Regions from separate parts of the Gossypium hirsutum genome. Here region 2 is linked to region 1. A link is a contact called in public Hi-C data. All regions are on one chromosome and are shown on one strand. The core of a region is the stretch at or near the end of the contact, and the rest is flanking DNA. Distances in the headings are between cores, read along the strand shown.

Evidence for each region. A called contact is a pair of places that touch in the nucleus more often than the background predicts.
Region 2: a contact with region 1 is called in a Hi-C map of leaf, with 3 times the contacts expected there. The contact joins the promoter of LOC107937175 here to the enhancer-like site in region 1. A contact is called at or near these places in 18 of 34 Hi-C or Micro-C datasets (anther, callus, cotyledon and 4 more).

The regions. Positions count from the first base shown.
Region 1 is chrA10:110,796,758-110,803,725 of Gossypium_hirsutum_v2.1, reverse strand. It overlaps the pseudogene LOC121208099. Among protein-coding and RNA genes, the nearest start is that of LOC107934532, 15 kb to the right of the region's middle. Within about 2 kb of position 2,250, at least 4 of the 9 cell types and tissues checked have an H3K27ac peak or open chromatin away from gene starts, as enhancers often do. A contact at or near this core is called in hypocotyl and leaf, where this site is marked.
Region 2 is chrA10:111,006,584-111,013,299 of Gossypium_hirsutum_v2.1, reverse strand. It overlaps LOC107937175 (probable protein S-acyltransferase 15), which reads right to left and starts at 1,528. Exons shown (of 7, transcript XM_016870019.2): 1 at 1,123-1,528; 2 at 337-429; 3 at 139-240; 4 at 1-54. The coding sequence starts at 1,398. It overlaps LOC121207712 (a long non-coding RNA gene), which reads right to left. Exons shown (of 2, transcript XR_005902833.1): 2 at 5,439-6,716.

The DNA of each region.
Region 1 (6,968 bases), core at 1,001-3,500:
CTCCAGTCACTTCTAACTCCATCCCATTCGTCTCCTTTATATTCCGACCCCCAACATAAAATTCTTGATTTCACCTTTATGGAAAGATTTGGCACTCGAAACTTTTGTAGAGATGGAAAGAATGTTGATTGGAAAAGGTGGTTTTAAACCGTAACAAAACCTTAAATCTTGAACACTTGATGCAATAAGATGAAGTTGTTTGTTGATGGTCATCTAAACATCATTTCTGCGGGTGTATTCTATCGGTTCGATTATCCAAAAACTGCTTGAACAAAGAATTGGCGAGATGAAAAATGGCTTAGATGACCATAAACAAACACATTCAATAATGCATTTTCATGAAAAGAAAAAGAACATATCCAATCTTGCATGTAAAATCAAGAGAATATGTTGATAATGTAGGATTATCCATTTTGGTCCAAACCTGCAAGTCTTTGCTAACATCATCCACACTTCAATAAAAAGCATATTCTGAGGAATAATTCACATGAAAAAGCATATGCTTTCAGAATATACTTATATTAGACTCTAATTGATTGGTATATGGAGGAATGAGGGTTTTAATTACTGGGCCATGCATCTTTTGGCATCTTCCTCATGTGTAGCAAATTGGAACAAGTCATTGACCATTTGGATCTATCTTGCTTTGATTCTTTATTTTTTTTTAATATGTTTCAAGAAACTTTAAAATATATGTTGTTCATATCTGAAATTCAAGTATGGTTAAGCTGAGTTCACAAACTCTAGTGTGATTGTGAAGGCTGAGGAACTAACATGATGTTACGCCAAGTGTCAAAGATAGATAAGACAACGTGCTTCGATTCCTCATCGGCCGGGAAGGATAAGAAACCTTATGGTAATTTATATAATGATGATAACCTTGTGTTGATAATAGTTTGGCCCTCCCAATCATTAATTTTTCAATTTTCAAAACAAAAAAATTTAGTTTTGCCTCCAAAATTCTATAATTTTATTCCGATCCTTTCATATCAAATTCTTTATTTCGCCCTTCCTCTTAGGAGTGTGTTTAATTTAAAGAATGTAAATTACCTTTAATAATAAAATTACGAGAATGTAAGATTATAGTATGGAATATCGATTATGTTATATTACCTTATTTGGTTCACTCAGTTGGAATGTAATATTTTAATGTTTGGTTGACGGAGTATAATATTACCTAAAAAAATATTTTACTAAATTGTTGTTATAGAATTTGTTTTTATAACATTAAATTTAATTCCTTTAATACTTTTTTAGTCTTATTTTTCATTAAATTATGGTAAGTCTTATTTTTATTACATCTTATATTTTGAAATAATTTTATAAATAATAATTACAATAATTAAGAAAAGTAATTATATCACTAACCATAATTTATTGATCATAATTAACATACTAATAGTACATATAATAATTATAATTTTTTAAAAAAAACATCTATGGTTTCATTGTTAAGAGAAAGAGAGGGTTTTGTTTTTAATTAGACTTAAATTTTATTTAAGAAAAAAGAATGAAATTGTTTGAAATAATAAAAAAAGGGTAAATTTATCCAAATTTTTTAATTCCACCTGTAATCTGAAATAGCTTAAAGAATGTAAAGTATTAAGATTATACTTTATATTTCGATATTGTTTAGAAATGTGAGATTTCTTGTGGAATGTTACATAATGTGAACCAAATGCAAGTATAATAAGGATTTGATTGATTTTCAATCCATCAAGCATTTCATGTTAACTTACATCTAAGAAATATACTCAAATGTTAATAATTCTAAGTACCATGGAGACCCTTGTAATAGGAGTTAGGTTGTATTTTGCCCCTTCTATTAAAAAAATAGTAAATTAGTATTTGTACATTAGATTAAAGAGCAACTTAGTCATTTTTGTTATAAAGCTCATCTATTTTTACTTTTAAAAATTGGTCTCTATATGTCAACATGACGTGCATGTGGCACGCCATGTGTCATTGTCTGGTTATTTGGTTATGCACGCTTGTTTTTAACAGTACAAATAAATGAAATTTTTAATAAAAATTACTAATTTACTCTTTGATCTAATGTATAAAGATTAATTTACTAATTTATTTGAGGGAACAAAATACATTTTAACTTCTAATACAAAACGTATGATACTTTTATCAATTTTTATCAAGTAAAGAATTACAGAACAAATTTTATACTCATTTAGGATGAGTGGCTTACTAGGCCCGTAGGCTTAGACCAATTATAAATGGGGGCCTTATTCAAGGATTTCAAGCCCAAGTTTGGTCAACCAATCCACCATAATTTCACACTGTGAATCAAGTTGAGTTGATGATGCCTTAAAGCTACATTCTAAAAGCTTAAACTTTGAAAAATATTCGTTGGGTTTAGGTATATGCAAACAGAAAAATCCAAATTCTGAAAAAATATTTGTAATAAAAGGTGTATGTGGTTTGAATGAGTAGAGTTAGATTTTTGAATAATAAAAAATATTACTACTTTTCTATTCTATAATAAAATTTAAATTCAAAATTAATGTTAATTAAAAATTTAAATACAAATTATTTATTACTTTATTTGTGCATCAATCGGGTCAAATTTGTTAAACTAAAATAATTGATAAGATCACACATCTTAATTATATCATTTATATTCTCTATTCAAATAAATTAGTTCCAATACTTTCTTTCTTTCTTTTTCAAAATTGTACTGAATTAAAAAAAAATTCATTCCCAATAAGATGATATTGTTGAAAGGAGCAGTTATAAACTCTGAATAGGAACTGTAAAATGAATATACATAATATAATAAAAAATTAAAAAACTTTAAGCTAGTGAACATACAATATACCCAAACTCACGTCCTTTTACATTGATAGCAATGCTTATGTTAATCGAATTAAGACTCAACCGGCGAGATATTTTTAACTTAAATTTGAATGAGATGTATATCTCAAATTTGGTTTTGATGATCAAAGGTGAGGCTTATAAATAGGCTGCTTGTGTCGCATATTGAATGGTGCATTTTAAGGTGTTGTTTGATAAATTAAAAAAAATCAAGTGTTGAAAATTTAAGTACTGAATTTAGGTTATAAATTTTATTTGATATACTACTTAAAATTAATTACGAAATATAGTTAGACTGTTTGATAAATATAGATTTTAAATTATAAAAAATTTATATTCTACATTTTATCTTTATTTTTTTAAACATTTCACCTTATTCTAAACAAAAATTAAAATTTTAAATATAAAGTTTTTATAAGATAATATACCATTAAAATAAATATAAAGTAAAATTGAAATAATTGAAAATATTCTCTATTAAGTGATAAGTTACTCTTATCTACTTATTATTTTCCATACTTTTTTTATAGAAAATATTCTATCAAAAAAATTTTAATTTTGGATTATCAAACATGCATAAAAAATTAATTTTCAATGGTTTATCAAATAAAGCCTAGCACTACATTTGGTTCGTTGTAATGGAATAGATCAGCTTTAATCAATAATTCAACTGTTTAGTTGAATGGAATGGAATAGAATTGTGATAGTATTCTTTTGTTTGTTGAATGGACTATTGTAATAGCATAAGAAAAAAAACTTAAAATGACCAGAATACCCTTAATAGAATTTTTTTGTAGGTAATTAATTATTGTTGTTGTTATTACATTTTAATAGGATTATTTATTAATCATATTTTAATATAATTATTATTAAATATAATTTAATAATATTTTTAATATAATTATTTTTATATTAAATTATATTAAAATATTTTATTTTAAATTTAAAAAATATTTTATTTTTTATATTTTCTAAGTCCAAGTTTTAAAGGATTAATCTAAAGCTTTTTTTTTTGTTATTCAATGTTGCATGGAATAGTCATTTTTGATAAAATAAAAAAATAGCTATTACGGAAAGACAAGTAATAGAAGAATAATAATCATTCAATTGAATGAATATTATGTTCAACCAAACAAATGAATGGTTTACCATTCAATGAACAAGGAGAATGCTATTCCATTTCCCCAACCAAATATAGTGTAAGTGTCATTTTTGTATTGTGTTCTCAATATATTTTCGATTCTCTTTTTAGGTTTTTATTTGATAGTTTCTATTGAACATAAATAAAGTTATTGAGAAGAGTAATTTTAACATTTTGAGCTCTACTTAGAGGCTGTAATTATCCATTATAACATAATAGAATAGGTTTAAGCGAATCAAATATTGTTTGTTGACTTTACTCTGCTTGTCTTATTCCATTTTCCTATCTTTAACTCTTACTGCAACAACAAATGGAATAATAACTCAGAAAGAAGAACAAATAGAACATTGATTTGGGTAACTGTATCTCAAGTCTTCGATATTCGAAAGCTGCAAAAGGACATCGCTTCTCAATTGGAGAGAAACTTGTCAGATGACAAAAGTACAATCGTCCGTGCAGGGAAATTGTCAGAAATGTTGAGAGGACAAATGAGGTATGTGCTAATATTGGATGATGTATGGAGAAGCTTTTCCCTTGAGGATGTTGGAATCCTTGAGCCAACAACAAATAATGGATGCAAATTAGTGTTGACCACACGTTCAGAAAGGGTTGTTGAATCAATGGGATTTAAGAAAGTTAAAGTTCCTTGTTTTTCTATGGAGGAAGCCATGAACTTATTCTTAAGCAAAGTTGGACAAGACATGTTGTCCAATCCAACTTTAGAATCATTAATGAATCTTGCTGTGAGGGAATGTGATGGACTTCCTCTAGCAGTTTTCACACTGGCTGGTTATATGAGGGGAAAATCCTATCCTTGTATGTGGGAATATCCTATACAGGAATTACGAGGCTACATCAGAAACATCAACGATATGGAAGATAAGGTGTATGGATGTTTATAGTTCAGCTATGACCGTCTGCAACGAATAGACCAAGATTGCCTTTTGTATTGTGCATTATATCCTGAAGATGATGAAATCGATAAAGATGAGATAATTGAAAAGTGGATGGAAGAAGGGCTTATAGATGGAATGGGAAGGAGAAAAGCAATGGAGGGTAGCCGTCATTCCATTTTGCAAAAGCTTGAAGAAAACTGTTGCTAGAAAGGGTTCAGGGTAGGTCATGTATAAAAATGCATGATCTTGTTAGATATATGGCATTGCATATCACAAGGAAGAGATTTCTGGTAAAAGCTGGTATGCAGTTGGAAGAGGTGCAAACATGGAGGAATGGGGTGAAGATTTGGAGAAGGTTTCTTTAATGGAAAATTCCATCTCAAAAATTCCTCAAACCATGAAATGCCTGAAATTTCCAGAATCTTTCTTTGAGCACTTTCCTAACCTTGAGATTCTTGATCTTTCACGTAATTGTTTTGAGAGTTTGCCTAATTCTACTTCTAGTTTGGAGAAACTCACAGGATTGTTACTTAGAGGATGTTGGGATTTAAAGAGTTTGCCTTGTTTATCGAAACTTCAAGCTTCGAAGGAATTGGATCTTGGAGGCAGTGGAATCGAGCAAATCCCTCAAGGTTTGGAAATGTTGGTGAATCTTAGATATCTCAATCTTAGACGTACCATTCGTCTAACGGGGATTCCTACTGGAACACTCTCAAAACTATGCCGGCTTCAGTATTTGGCAATTCATTTTAAATTGGAAAGCGCAGAAGAGTTGAGGGAATTGAATAAGTTGGAGGTTTTTGAGGGCTGGTTCCATAACCTGTGTGGCTTGAACACGTTTGCAAGTAAGAGAAAAACGCTTTATAAATTCTCCATTTTGGTTTCTGAAATCACCTCTGTTCGTCCCCTGGTATTTAGTAATGTTGTTAGATTTAAAGGGATTAAAATTGATGTTGGAGATGAAATTATACTTCCATACGGCATCAAGGAATTAAGTCTACTAGAGTGCAGGGGTGTGAGAAGTATAAACGATATTGGATTGAGGGATGCAACTGATTTGAAAAAATGTGAACTTCGTGGTTGTAGTGAGTTGGAATCTGTAATTTCATCCCACTGTGATCAGCTTCAAAAACTCGAGTCTCTGGATCTAATTGAGTTAGAGAATTTGAAAGTCATAGTTGAAGTTGGAGCTGGAGAATCATCAGTCGGTAGATTTTCCTCCCTCAAAGAGATCACTCTATGGAATTGCGACAAAATTAAGAAATTGTTTTCAGCTGATTGGGTTCTAAGCAACCTGGTGTTGAAAAGTCAAATTAAAAGGGGTGTTGAAAAGTCAAAAAAATGAGAGGTGCAAGTGGCACCGAAAGGAAAAAATGGTAGGCAAGTTGTTTAAAGTTGAATGGAATAATTGCAATTTTGGTCCCTAATTTTTTAGGCCATTTGCAAGTTAATCCCTAAACCTCAACTATAAATAAGCCTAACCATTTCTCATTTACACCATCCCAACCAATCTTTCTCTCTTAGTTTTCTTTCTTCTCCCATTTGAGAATTCTTAAGGAATTCTATTTGTTTGTAATATTTTAAAGATAGTAAAGTTATCATCTGGTGTTAGTGCCCGAGGATGTAGGTATAATTTACCGAACATGTACAATAATTTACACGCTTCCGACCCTATTGGAACAACACCTGGAAGTGATGGATGTTAGGCATTATAGTGATTTGGAAGAAATAATAACAGAATCCTAGAAAAAAAAGATTGGGTTCCAGTAATGAAACCATCAAATTCCCTTTCCCCAAACTGAGGAGGTTAGAATTGTGGAGGCTAGTACAATTGCAGCGCATTTGTAGTGAAAATGGAGTAATGGTTTGTGATTCTCTCCGATCCATTACAATAAGTGATTGTCCAAAGCTAAAGCGGATTCCTCTATATCTTCCACAGCTTGAGATTGATGATGAAGGAGAACTATCTCCTTCTAAATCTCTCCAGAGAATCCAAGTGCGTCCATTAGATTGGTGGGAAGCAGTGGAGTGGGAGCACCCTAATTTCAATATTAAGAACGTTGTTGGACCCCTTGTTCGGGTTGTGGAATGGGATTAAGATGTTT
Region 2 (6,716 bases), core at 279-2,778, 210 kb before region 1:
AGTTGTTCCACTGTAATTCCAGTCCTTCTGACGGAAACAGCTTATTACAATTACCTAACAATGACAGGTTTTATATTACAACTCAGGGCAACATCAAATGGGTTTTAAAAAACAAGACAAGAAGAAAATGATACATACTGAGGAGTGGATGCTACCAATGGTTGCATAAAGTATAAGATTGAAGAAAGCTTTATAGTTCCAATAACCAACACAATTATTTATCCACAGGCAATGATGATCCTACACTCAATTTAGCATTCGAAACCATTATCAAAAGTTTCAAGGTCAAAGAAGTTTTTTTACTCGTACAAGAATTGGTTAAAGATAATGTCCTACCATCCTTAGTATGCATCTTTTGCAAACCCGGCAGTGATGTGTCCTCGGGGGTTTATATGCAGCACATTTGTCGCAATATTTTGATTGTAGAACCTAAATCATCCATTACTGAAGTCAGATTACATAACGAAGTTTGTTTCCCAAGCAGTAAAACAATCCTCCATCGATATAAAGCAAGTTATACTTACCCTGTGGAGGCTCTTTTTCTCAAAAAACGGTCTTTAGACCTCTAAAACGAACAATACGTCACAGTATTCTTATTCTAAAACCTAAATTATCCATCACTGAAGTTAAAGAGTACATAATGATCCTCCATTGATATAATGCGAGTCACCTTTTCCTATTGAGACTCTTTTTCTCAAAGGACAATCTTTAGACCTCTAAACCGGACAATACCTTATAATGGATATGGGCTAACAATCTTTGCATCAACAAATTATCAACTACAAAATTCTCTTGCTACAAACATAATCTTCTCTTATTAATTTCCATAAAACCATAGGCAAATTACATGTTACGGAAAATTTAAGGGTCAATATTAGATCCAATAAAAAACGTAAATGAGTATATTTTAAAAAAAAAACCCTAATTTCCCAAAATTTCAAGAAACTGGAAATAAAAGCCAAGATCTACCATTAAGACCCAAAATTTCATATTCATTCCCTAATCTTCCTAGTCAATAAGGAAAACCCAAATATCATCAAAACCTAATTGGGCCAAAAATTCAAAACTTTCTCTGAAACTATTTGATTCAATACAAAATTTTAGAAAGGGGGGAAATCTTACATTTTTCTTTGGCTCTTGATCTGAGGCAAAAGAAGCATCTTCAACATCAGGGATATAAGAAGAAGGAACACGGCCTGGGTCAGTAAGGACACCAACGAGGAAAGACAGGACACAAAGACAAGCCAAGGTGGTGAAGATCATGGAATTTAAAGACCCAGCTGAGGTCTGCAAACCAACCCAATCTTCAATTAAAATAAAAACTGTGATATAATAAACAAAACCCATCACCAAAAACACTGAAAAAATTGGAATCGAGAGGAAATTTTTCAATTTCATTTTTTTGGGGGAGAATTGTTGTTTGAGAATAACAGAGCTCAGGCATTAAAGGTTTTGGTACTCGTTGATGGAGAACATTAATTTCGTGTATAATTTTTGGGTTTCATGATCTAAAACATTTTAGATTATTTTGTGGTTTGGGCTAAGATTTTTGGGGCAATTTATAGTCCAACAATGTTTTTTTTGTCCTCTTTTCAAATTTCATTTTGGGCCAATTTCATTTTCACATCCATTCACTTTGTTGCTATTGCAACAGCATTGGGAGGATGTGAGTTCGACCTATGCTTGATTATGGGTCAGGTCAGGTTGGATTTAAGTTGAATTGATACAAAATTTTAAATTTTTTAGGTCCAGCTTAAAATATGGACTTAAAATTCTACTAAAACTCGATTCAAATTAAAAAAGCTAAAATCGAGCTTGACTCTGCCTGTCCATATTAAATTTTTTAGATTATTTTTTATATAAAAAATTTTTAAAAATATAACACATCAAGTACACTAAAAACATTAAAATAAATCAAATTGAAAAAACATTAAAAAATATTTATACTTAAATAACACTAAGATAGTTGCAACTTAACAAGCAAATACCTCTAAAATAGTAGCAAAATTAACAATAAAACAAGAGTTATACAATATTCAAACAATAACAAAAAAATAATAATAGCAATATAATAGCGAAATGATAACAAAACAGCTGATTCAGGCCGGGCTTGGGCATAAAAATTCTACCCAAGATCTAGTGCCTTATTTTTTGTCTAAATCCATTTTTCGAACCTATACTTTTGCCCAAATACTCTCCCTTTTCGAGTAAGCCTTCGGGATTTGGCAGATGACCTGACCCATGATCAGGCCTAGTTTTATTTAAAGATGATATAAAAATACGAAGACAAAAAGGATGAAAATGCATTTTTTATTACATAAGTGCCACCACTAAGACCTATACTATAAGTCCTATCGACATAATCAAAACCCCATTTCAAAGCTAAAGCATTACAAAAAAGGTTACCTTGTTTATAGTCTCCATTAAAAAGCAAACAGTAATCTCATATTTCTTAGTGAATTGGTGACACTGATACGACATTAGAGTCAACCAGAATCTCCTTACGTTCCAACCTAAAACAATCATGGCGATTTGGGAGGCTTGAACCCATTAGCGTTATCAGAATTGGAAGCATCAGCATTACCAGAAGGATTATAAGTTTCAAGACTTGAGCTGGAGTGCTGTAATCAACCTCAAGGGGTGGGAATGGAGGCATTTGTGCTTTCTGACTCTCATTCTCCTCTGTTCCCTAGATTCTCCACCTTATGTATGATATATAATGAGTCTTTGCCACTATCCTTCTCACTTCTCCTTCACTTGTTTCTTAAATTTTCACTTAGCTTATTAGCTACAACAACATTTCCTTTCAGATTGTTACCCTTCATACCAAAGCTACAATACTATTTTGATTCTATAGAAGGTGACATATTTAATGCACCTAAGGCTTGAATCTGGTAACAATAGCTCAACTCCAACATCAATTCTTAATCACGAGTTGGGGTCGAGACATAATCCAACTATTTGAGCTTGAGCTCAATTAAGATCATTTAATAATTTTTATATTCAAGTTCAAACTGGAGCTTGATTAAGCTTGTTCATATTCAAGCTCGAGTTTGTTCGTAATTAACATCATTTTATATAATAGGGGTAAAATTGTATTTTACAATATAAAAATAGCTTAATAGTATAAAAGGTCCTCAAAGAATTTCAAAAAAAAAAATCAATTAAGCCTCTCCCAACTTTGTGCATCCAATTGAACATCTATGTTATAACTTTAACCAATAAGACCTTTTGACCAATATTGATCATTAAAAAATTAATAAAAACATTGACATGATCGTTAATAGACGTCAAATCGACACTGATTGCTGAAAATAAAATAAAAAATTTAAAAAATATAAATATAAATCAAAATGAATCTAGACAAATAATTATTCATTTTCATTTGAATTCAAGCACCTATTTATCAAGATTCAGTTTAGAATAAAAAATTAAAAAAATTATTAAAATTATAAAAATTTTAAAATAATTAAAAACTATAAGAAAACATAAAAGAATTATAAAAAGCTCATTAAATTTACAATCAAACCATAATATATATATATTAAAATTCCAGTTATTTCAATTTAAAAGTATTCAATATTTTAAATTTTGTTTAACTTCTTATATACGTTCGTGTACTTAATGCCATTAATTTATACTTACATTCCACATTCTTATATTTCAATTGAAAATGATCTATCTTAATTTTGAATATATTTATATGAAAAAATAATTGATTTGAAATACCAAATGTATATGAAAAGATCCAATTTATGATTTTTTATAATTGTCATGTACTTTCAATAAATTTTATGATTTTTTACCATCTTAATTAATTTATAACATTTTTATGTTTTTATAAATTTTATGTTTTGAATTAACTTTTCATGATTTTTATAAAAAAATTCGTTTTTTTAATAATTTTAAAATGAATATGGACACCATGTCCAAAATCAAATGAATCTGGATAATCAGTTGTCTAAGTTCTTTTTAGATATTTTTTAAAAAGTTTAATTTTGTTTTGAAATTTTTTATTTTACTGATGTGGCAGTGCCACATTAGCATCTAGTGTTGACGAGGATCACCATGTCAATCTTTATTGGTTGACATGACATCTGTTAATGGTCATGTCAGCATTGCCTTTAATTCCTAATGGACAATGTCGATCAAAGGGTCTTACTAGTAAAAAGTTGATAAAAAGTTTATAGGGGATTAATTGATTTTTAATTTTTGAAATTCTTAAAGCGAAAAGCTCGTTAGGCTTGATGACTATTTGAATCAAGTACTATGGTGCTCAAATTCAACTCTATTAATAACTCAAGCTCGAGTTTAGCTCAATAATTACCAAATCGAGTTTAAATTTCTTAATCAAACTCGAATAATTCATAAATATTAGTGTCTCATTTATACCCTAATTTTGAATTCTTTCATAGTATATATATATAGACATATATGCATCAGTAAATAAAACCTTAATAATGTTATATATATGTATGTATGGTAAATGAAACCTTAATGCTTGTCATAAATCCCACAAATCTAGCTGTCTGTCCGTCATTTAAATTTGTGTTGTCTAAAATCGGAACGTACAATGTAAATGGATTATAATGATCACTCATTTCTCATCATCATCGCCCTTCAATTTCCTACTGTATTTTTTTTTTCTCAAAGCCTTAACTCTTTGTTATCATCATGCCTCCCAGGGGGGACCATTGCTGCTCAACTACACATGTTCATGGCCCAACCATATTACTTAATTTGTTTTAATCCAAGATTAAAAGAAGAATCATAGAATTCACTATATAAATCAATCGAATGAGTTATTGTAGAGCTACCTAATCAAAGGAAATGTGTGAGAAGGGGACCATGAATTTGTCTGATTCAGTGTTTCTTAAATTTGATGTATAAATAGCATATGGCTTGAAGGGTCGAGGAGAGCGTGAAGAAATTAAGAAGCAAACATAGTACTCTATGTATAAAAAGAAGGCTGTCATGCATTAAAATAAATAGATGGTCATGAATATATATTCTTTTTAAAAATGTGTATATGTATGTAGTGCCGACTGCAATAATGCTTTTCCCTAGGGTAGGTGAAGACAAGATATATCACCTGTATAAGTAAAATAATTATTTGGCTAGAAAGAGTGAAGAACTATTAATTTTATTTGGGAGAATATTGGATATTATTGATATGTGTTTAGGATTGGTATATTTGATTTTTTTTAAAATTAATCTATTTGAAAAATCTTTGGAAAAATGAAATTATCATATTTATGTGTGATATATTTGCATTAAAAACAAATACTTAAAAAATAAATAAATAGTGAAAGCAACAAATAAAAAAGAAAAAGAAAAAATTATTAACTAAATTCAATGAAACAGTATATATATAGTGATGATAGTGTATAAAATGAATTATTTTCAGCCCAAACATTACCATCAAAAGCCTATACACGTTGATATGAATATTACATGAAAAACCTTGAAAAAAAAAGGAATATTACATGAAAAATATAATTAAAATAAAGCATAACACAAAAAAATATATTTTATATATAGTGTAAACATGGGCATCTAGGGTTGATTTGCTCGGATAACATCGTACACTTTGAAGTTGTTTTTTTCTTCAGACTGAGTGGACCTGTTTGAAGAAGGAATGATTCAAATCACACTTTCATTTCCATTGTCAAAAATGACATAATAGCTTTTGTCACTAAATGCCACCACTTTATATATATAATTATATGTATATAGTTGATACCCATAATTACTTTCGGTTTTGACTAAATTCAATGGAATCAGGTCAATTTTTTAAATAGAAGATAAAGCTTTCCTAGACTCTTTTGGTTAAATTAATATTTTGTGTTTGAATCGGATCTATAATTTTTTTTCAAGTTAGTCCATGAACTTGACAATCTCACGTTTAAGCTATAACCTTTGTTTGTCCAAGTTAGTCATTGATATTACCTTAAAAACCTTGAAGTTCAAGTCTCAATATGAGAATAATTATCAAGTTCATGAGCTAACTTAGAAAAAAAAAAGTTTAGCCCCCAACCCCTGAACTTGGTAAACTTTTTTTGTTCAAGTTAGCCCCTGAATTTAGCAATTATTCCTACATTGAGGCTTGAATTTCTTTTTCAAATTAGTCCTGAACTTGGCAATTGTTCTCACATTGAAGTCTAAATTTCTTTTGTCCAAGTTAATCCTTAATAAATTCTTGAAAAACCTAAAGTTCAATCCTCAATGTGTGAGCAATTGTCAAATTCAAATACTAACTTGGAAAAAGATTGTTTAAGTCTCAATATGGAAACAATTACTAAGTTTAGGATTAAATTGGAAAAAAATTGAGGATTCAAATAGTGCTTTAACTTTTTTTTCATTCACATTGTTAAAACTCTAATCCTTACCGTACACTCGACCAGCAGGCGTCCATTCTCCACTGCTTTTTATTATGGCTTTTAAAATTCTTCCACAAAATACATGGTTTCATATCACCATTTCTCACTTCACTATAAGCTAATTCCCCAAAAGCTTCATGGCAAGTTTATAACTAAAGTATGTTTCTTAAATTATATACTTTCTCAGGGTCTTGCTCTGGATTCAATAGCATTTACCCCCGTGATATCCAAGAAAAAAGAAAAAGAAAATTTGAAGTTAATTTGCTCAGGTACCAAACAACAAAGTCCATCATATCATTTACCCCATGATGTCTCCATGTATAATCATGTGCTATT